2 separate regions of the Gossypium arboreum genome follow, and region 2 is linked to region 1. A link is a contact called in public Hi-C data. All regions are on one chromosome and are shown on one strand. Each heading gives the region's core, a stretch centred on a gene start, on an enhancer-like site or on the middle of the called end of the contact. The rest is flanking DNA. Distances are from core to core; before and after follow the strand shown.

Evidence for each region. Hi-C and Micro-C count contacts between places; a contact is called where the count stands out from the background.
Region 2: a Hi-C map of leaf shows a contact between it and region 1, with 5 times the contacts expected there. The contact joins the promoter of LOC108470068 here to the promoter of LOC108469689 in region 1. A contact is called at or near these places in 2 of 5 Hi-C or Micro-C datasets (both in leaf).

Annotation. Positions count from the first base shown.
Region 1 is chr8:101,006,341-101,009,980 of ASM2569848v2, reverse strand. LOC108469689 (E3 ubiquitin-protein ligase XBAT32) reads left to right here and starts at 1,860. Exons shown (of 10, transcript XM_053031831.1): 1 at 1,860-2,977; 2 at 3,065-3,124; 3 at 3,304-3,375; 4 at 3,490-3,640. The coding sequence starts at 2,783.
Region 2 is chr8:101,698,872-101,702,511 of ASM2569848v2, reverse strand. LOC108470068 (probable alpha,alpha-trehalose-phosphate synthase [UDP-forming] 11) reads right to left here and starts at 1,575. Exons shown (of 3, transcript XM_017771263.2): 1 at 1-1,575. The coding sequence starts at 1,129.

The DNA.
Region 1 (3,640 bases), core at 611-3,110:
GAGGCACAACTGGATTGTAGACAAGGTCTTTTCATCAAGCTTTTCCCATTCTGTCTGATCTAGATTCTCAGATTTTTTCTCTGTAACGACCTTTTTCAGGCTGATCTGAACTAGAATTGTCATCATCCAAACTTGACACAGATTGAAATTTATGATATCATCGAACTTCTCAATGTCAAACCCTGCTGCTGCCATCTCTAAACGGGCTGATCTATGAAAATTGATTTAGTTCTGATACCATTTGTTGGGGATCAACCCGATTAAGTAATGAATAAGAAAAAAATAGCAAAAGAAATTAAGAAATTGAACACATATTTAACGTGAAAAAACCCCTCCAAAGAGGATAAAAAATCACGGGTAAATATAATTTTACTATAATGTAAAAGAATGAAAATTACAAAAGATGAAGATAAAAGCTAAATCCCGAAACTCGAAAATAAAAAACCCTTAAAACGTAAATCCAAAATTCTCTAAAACTGTTATGAGTTCTAATCTTTAATGTGTGTGTTTTCTAATGTTGTAAAAGAGTCTATTTATAGGCTAAATTCGTAGGTTAAATAAATTGCTAATAAATGCTAAATATATTATACTAATAAATACTAAATCTTCTAGAAAAATATATTTTTGTTTAATTTGACTTGGAAGCAATCTCTTAGTTTATTTAATAAGAATTTGGATAACACAACTCTAATAAAAATAAATAAGGTTAATTTTGTTTATAATATTTTTTAAATAAAAATTAGATTCTAAAGAAAATAAATTTTTATATATCAAACTTTAAAATTTAAAAGTTATCACTTTTATCGAATCATAATCTTAAGAAAAATTGGTACCCAAATGAAATTAGGCGCTTTCGGGTCGAGCTCAATTAAAAATTCATGCCCATTTACTAGGCCCGAGCCTGGCCCAACCCGAAAAATGGGCCTAAAATTTTACCTAAGCTCGACCAGATAAAAATGCTAAAACCCGAGCCCAGACCAGACCACTTTGTATTAAATTTTTATATTATTTTATATAATTTTAAATATATATAATACATCAAAAATACTAAAAATATCAAAATAAATATTTCTCAATAAATTGAAAATAAGTTTAAAAAATATGTAAACTTAAATAACACTAAGATACATGTAACTTAACAAACAAATACCTCTAAAATAATAATGTAATTAAAAATAAAATAAATTTTATACAATATCTAAACAATAACAACATAATAATAAAATGGTAGCAAAATAGAGAGAAAATAACAAGAAAATAACATTCAAAAACAAAAAAAAAGAGTAAATTTTTTTGTCCTTTAGTGAATAATGCCTTATCCGAGGCTCGATCTATTTTTTAAACGAACTTTATTTTTTTGTCCAAGCCTATAATTTTGTTATGGACGAGCCTTCGAGTCGGACAAAGTGGCTTGACCCATGATGAGATCTGCCCCGGTCCCATCCCATGTATGATGTTATACAACTGCGGCGTGCCATTGTCCGCAGGGTTGTGTAACTTACAATGAAACTTCGGCCGTACAATTCTTTCTATCCACATTGTTAGAAACCACTAATCTAAAATTTCTAAAATCCAAATGGAGTCCAATTGAAGGCACCGCCATTGCTTCAGGCCTCAAACGCATGAAGTATCTTCAACCACAAATCCAACTCAACTCTTACATGGTCCCCCATAACGTTAATAGTTGGATCAATTTCACTGCGAGTCATTCAGTCATATGTCTTTCGCTAGCTATTTTGTTTCGAAAGAGGTTTTATATAATTTTCATATCTTGAACACCCCCAAAAGTTAACAAAAACCAATGGATTTGGCAACTAGATGAGCTGACTTTTATTAGTACCTTGTTGTAAGTTATAATTGACAATGAAATAAACTTTCATTTCACCGAGAAATGAGAAAAACCCCTGAACTTACTAGCAACGTTGACTGCCAATTGGCCAATAATAGCCAATCATAGGGACACGCTTTTATTTATTTATTATTTTTAAGTGTTCTTACGGGTCAATTTAGTGGTTGAGGTTGCAGTAAAAGGTTGCTGTCTTCATAAAAACATTTCCCATTTTTATCTCCCGTTTAGATCTTTCTTTCTCTTATTTGTAGCAAATTTCAATTTCGGTTACAGTATATCCGCATCCCATTATTCCACATTTAAGTACAAACGTGTCTTCCATTTGGTCAAGTCATTTTCTAAAAGGCTTCAACTTTGATCAATTGTTAAAGAAGAGAGAGAGGGGGGGGGGGGGGATGCTATTTTGATCGGGGTCTTTTATATTCCGATTCTTTTAGGAGTATCTGGAATTGGGTTTTGCAGATTTTGAGTCATCCTGATAATTTTGAAGCTGGGTATTTGTTAGTGGGAATCTGACCGCAATGGAGACTCTAGAGATTGTAGATGTTTATTTGATGGGGATTTGACTTTGAAAGATAGGACTCTTTATTTCTTTTCAGAAGAATTTATAATTTTTTGTTTGTTTGGTTCCATCTTGAAAAGCACGAGACAATTTATTAATCCATAAAACAGTCACATCCTGATTTTTTTTTTCTTTTTTAAAGTAATTGCAGGCCAGGTTCTTCTTCTGATGTCAAAATTAAAAAGGTGGCAATCCATTTAAGGAAGTGAAACATTGACTGTTAGAACTTCTCTTAGATGTATTTTGGAAGGCTTCATTGTTATTGGTTTGGTTTATTTCACAAGTTTTGGGTGGTTTGAGGATTATGATTTAGGGGAGGTTTTGTGGTGCACCGTTTTTTAGGCATTTAGAACAGACAGAGAAGCTCATCAATGAGATTTCTAAGCTTTGTGGGGAACTCCTTTGGATGTTCTGCATCTGGGGAACGCCTAGTTTCCGCAGCAAGAGATGGAGATCTTCAAGAAGCCAAGGCTTTATTGGAATACAATCCAAGACTTGCAAGGTATTCAACTTTTGGAGCTCGCAATTCGCCTCTCCATTACTCTGCTGCTCAGGGTCACCATGAGGTATTCAATACCTTAAATTTCTGCCTGGAAACGTTTCTTCCAAATTAACCGTAACGCTGATTTTTTTTCTCTTCATTTTTATATCAGATAGTTTCGCTCTTGCTTGAGTCTGGAGTAGATATTAACCTCAGGAACTATCGGGGTCAGGTAATTCAATTTTGTATTGTCTGTTTTTTTTTTCTCTCATCCATTATTTGAGTCCATTTCTAAATTTGCCAACCAGTTATTATTCATGTGGCTTTCGGGTTTCTCCGACATAATTTAGTTTAGGTTTCCTGGGTTACTATTGTTTGTTTTGAGTTTTGCTAAATAACTGTGATCAACAGACTGCTCTGATGCAAGCTTGTCAATATGGCCACTGGGAGGTTGTTCAAATTTTGATTCTTTTTGGGGCCAATGTAAGATTGTTCCTTGAAAGTTTAGTTTCCTCTATTGCTATAGATCTGTATGGTTTTCAAACTTGATTGGAATTTGATTATGACAAGTGAAGTTTGTGCTGAAATGGTTCTTAGATTCACAGAGCAGATTATCTGAATGGGGGTACTGCACTCCACTTGGCTGCCTTGAATGGTCATTCCCGGTGCATAAGGCTCCTTCTTGCAGATTATATTCCTAGCATTCCTGATTGTTGGAATATATTAAAAAACAAATCAAAAGATAAAG
Region 2 (3,640 bases), core at 326-2,825, 690 kb before region 1:
CATCCCGGCCTAAACTCCTCGCCGGGTTTGTAATCTGTACTAACACCACTTTGCCCCTCAATTCCTGATTCGTTTCCAAAAGCTCCCCCATGGCTGAAAATTTCTGAGGAATTCCCTTAAACAAGTCCAAATCATCGACGCCAACCATCATAATTTTCCCCTCATACTTGTGCTTCAGCTCCTTAGCCATCCTAAGGGTGCTTTCCCCGGACATCATAGATTCAAGTTGCCCCATATGAATCCCAGCAGGCAAAATCTTAATAGTCACAGTCCTCCCATAATATTCTAATGCAATGTGACCCCTGTTGGACTCAGAATGCAAGCCCAAAATCCTTCGACAAGAAGACAAGAAATGCCTAGCGTAATCGAATGTATGGAAGCCAATCAAATCGCAATTTAGCAAAGCTCTAAGAATTTCATCTCTAACAGGTAAAGTTTTATACATATCAGATGAAGGAAATGGACTGTGCAGAAAAAAGCCAAGCTTTACCCTATTAGACCGTCTCCTCAAGAAAGTAGGTAAAGCCATAAGATGATAATCATGCACCCAAACATGATCTTCATCTTCATCATCTCTATCCGTTACTTCCAGAACTTTATCAGCAAATATTCTATTAGCGGACACGTAAGCTATCCACTGTGAACGATCGAAACGTCCCCCATCGTTCCCCGTCATGGGCATCATGTAATGAAACAAAGGCCATAGATAGTGTTTACAAAAGCCATGATAAAACTCGTTCCGCATATCCACGGGCAGAAATATGGTTTCGCAACTGAACTTGTCGTGCAGAACTTGAGCCACCTCCTCTTGATCCGCTGTGTCTACATCAGCTTTCAACGTCCCAACGTATCGCACCTCTGTATCAGGAGGGAAAGCGTCTCTCAGCAGAGCAAGGAGATCATTCTCGTCAAATTCAAAGCACCATTCATTGGAGACCGAGTCCCTCCACGCACGTAAAGGCAACTGGTTGGAAACGATAATAACCCTTTTCCGTGGCATAGCTTGCTGATCTTCTCCGAAATCAGATATGACTCCTGATACCTTCATGACTCGAGGGATCCGATTCATGACTCGAAAATCATCGGTAGACAATAAATTTAATTGGTCTAAGCAACAACTAGAAACCATGTTTCAAGCGAAGAAACCCAACTCCGTATGTGAAATTCTATACAAACATAGAAAACAGAAGAAGAAGAAGAAGAAAAGGAATCAAAGAACCAATACAGGGGTATTCAAAAAATCAATGAAGAAGGGAGTTTAATTCTTTGGTGTTGTTTTCTTTCTATACGTTCTTTGAGAAGGGGAGGATGCAGCTTTAGGGTTCTGTTAAAAGGCATTTACAGAAGAGCATTATTACAAAGAAATATGAATCTTGGCAGTGATTTAAATCAAGGATATGGATACACATTCCATAAAGGAACCCAAGAAACGGAGAAAAAAAGAGAGAGAAAGAGCTCTTAAGCAAGGAAAGAAGCAGGCTGAGGATAAGAACGAAAAGGGTGAGAGAAAGAGAGAAAATATTATATATGTGCGTGAGTACGTCAAGGCATGGTTCCAACGGTCCTGATTCAATGCGTCTACACCACTATCTTCTGAACTGGGGTACATCAGGTTCTCTTGTCACTGTAGCCGACTCTTTCTGTCCGATCCACTGTTCGCCCGCGGTTACTTTTATTTTACTACTTCATAATTTTGTTCTTGGCCTTTAAAAATTTTTAAAGTTACAAAAAATAAAAGCAATAATAAATGAGAGATTGGGGATAAGTAAGACTAAGATTTAAGTATTTTTAATGTGATTTTGGATTAGTGCTTATCGAATCACTAATGGTGCGATTAAATATTTAATCATTGACATTAAATGTTAGCTAGCATTTCTTTTATTATGCTAAGGGTTGTATTAACTAAGCTATTCAAGTTATTTATAAAAAAATGATAAAAGCAATGATATAGAAATCAAAATACTTAATATATTTTTATTTTTAATACATTAAGTAACATATTCTTTTGCAGTAATTGTAAGCGTGCTAACAAAATTTGTATACATTGGTAAAATCACAAAAACAGAAAGGTTACTTATGATTTGAGAATTAAAACAGCATTAGTATTATATGCATCATTTATTAAGAAATATTTTGGATTAGGTTAACACCTTCATTCTGCCATTAATCAAGGTGCCGATTTTTTGGAGCACAAGGGACAATTATGTATTACTTTTTTATATTTTACACTCTTAAATAGCGATAGCCAAATAGAAAGGAAGGTTTTTTTTTTTTTTAATTTCGAAAAGTAGCACGTCAAAAAAAACAAAATCAGAAAGAAACGTGTCCGAAATCGCTACACAGATTTACTCGGTCATGAATTTTCACATCGCTGGCACGTGTAAAGATTTCAACTATAGACGCCTATCCATCAGACTCTGTTCTGTGTCAAAGGACTTCTCTTTTTCTTTTGGATTTTTTTAAAATATTTTATTTTAGTTTTTATAGATGGAGTAAACATATATTCTATTTTTATTTTTATTTTCATTATCCGTGACGGAGGTTCAGGGAAAAACACTTGAACGAAGTTGTTTTTTTATTTATTATTAATTAAATTTCACGTGCAATAAATTAAAGGGAGGTAGAGATTGCCATGTGGAATTATTTTAGTGGAAATGTGGCGTGTTTGGGTTGTTAAACGAAGCCAAAGTCACGGACGTGTCTTCGTCTGATGACGTGGCAGATTCGCGTATCTTCGGAGTTAGTGTTGTCAACCACTTATGAGCTGCCACGTCACTCACCAACTTAGAACATTTCTTTCCTTCAAAAATTGTTGTAAGGTTTCATAGTGATAATGGATGGGATGGGCTTAGGTTATGTAATGCCTTTCCAACAAAATCGATAATTTATTGTTTTTCATGTACATTTTCATAATTTTATCGCATAATCATATTTAGTATTTTAATTAAAATTTTATTTTAATATTATATATTTTTTTAAATTTTAACCTACATTTTTGTTAAATCATTCTAAAATATATAAAAAATTTATATATTATAACTTTGCTCGCATAACATACATGTGAAAACGTCATCATTAATTTTAAAAAAATTATAATTTATATTAAAATTATAAAATATATCTAATATTTTTAAATTTAAAAATAATTAATTGCTAACTTGGTATTCACATAGATTACGCATCAACCAAGTTAACAAACGTTTATTTTTCATTCATTTTGGAATAATTTGACAAACATCGCAAGTTTAACTATTAAAAATAAAAATTAAATAAATAGCTAAAATAATTTTTTATTAAAATTGAAAGGCCAAATAAATTATTATGCCATAATTTTATTGTGTTTCTCATGTTTATTTTAATTATTTTTATTAGTTTGATTGTATAAATGATTTTTTTATTTAAATTGCATTTTCTGAAACCACAATTATAACTTCTTTCAAAAGAAAATTTCATAATTTTATCAAGGCCTAAACATCATTTTCCTTTAAAGAATATCATTTTTTAATTTTGATATTTATTTTTCTTATATTGATATCTAAAATTACATTTTGTTAACAAGTTTAGTTCACAATTGTTAAAATTTTAATTAAAATGTCCCAATTAAAAATGTCACGTGGTATGGTATCTATATATATTAAAA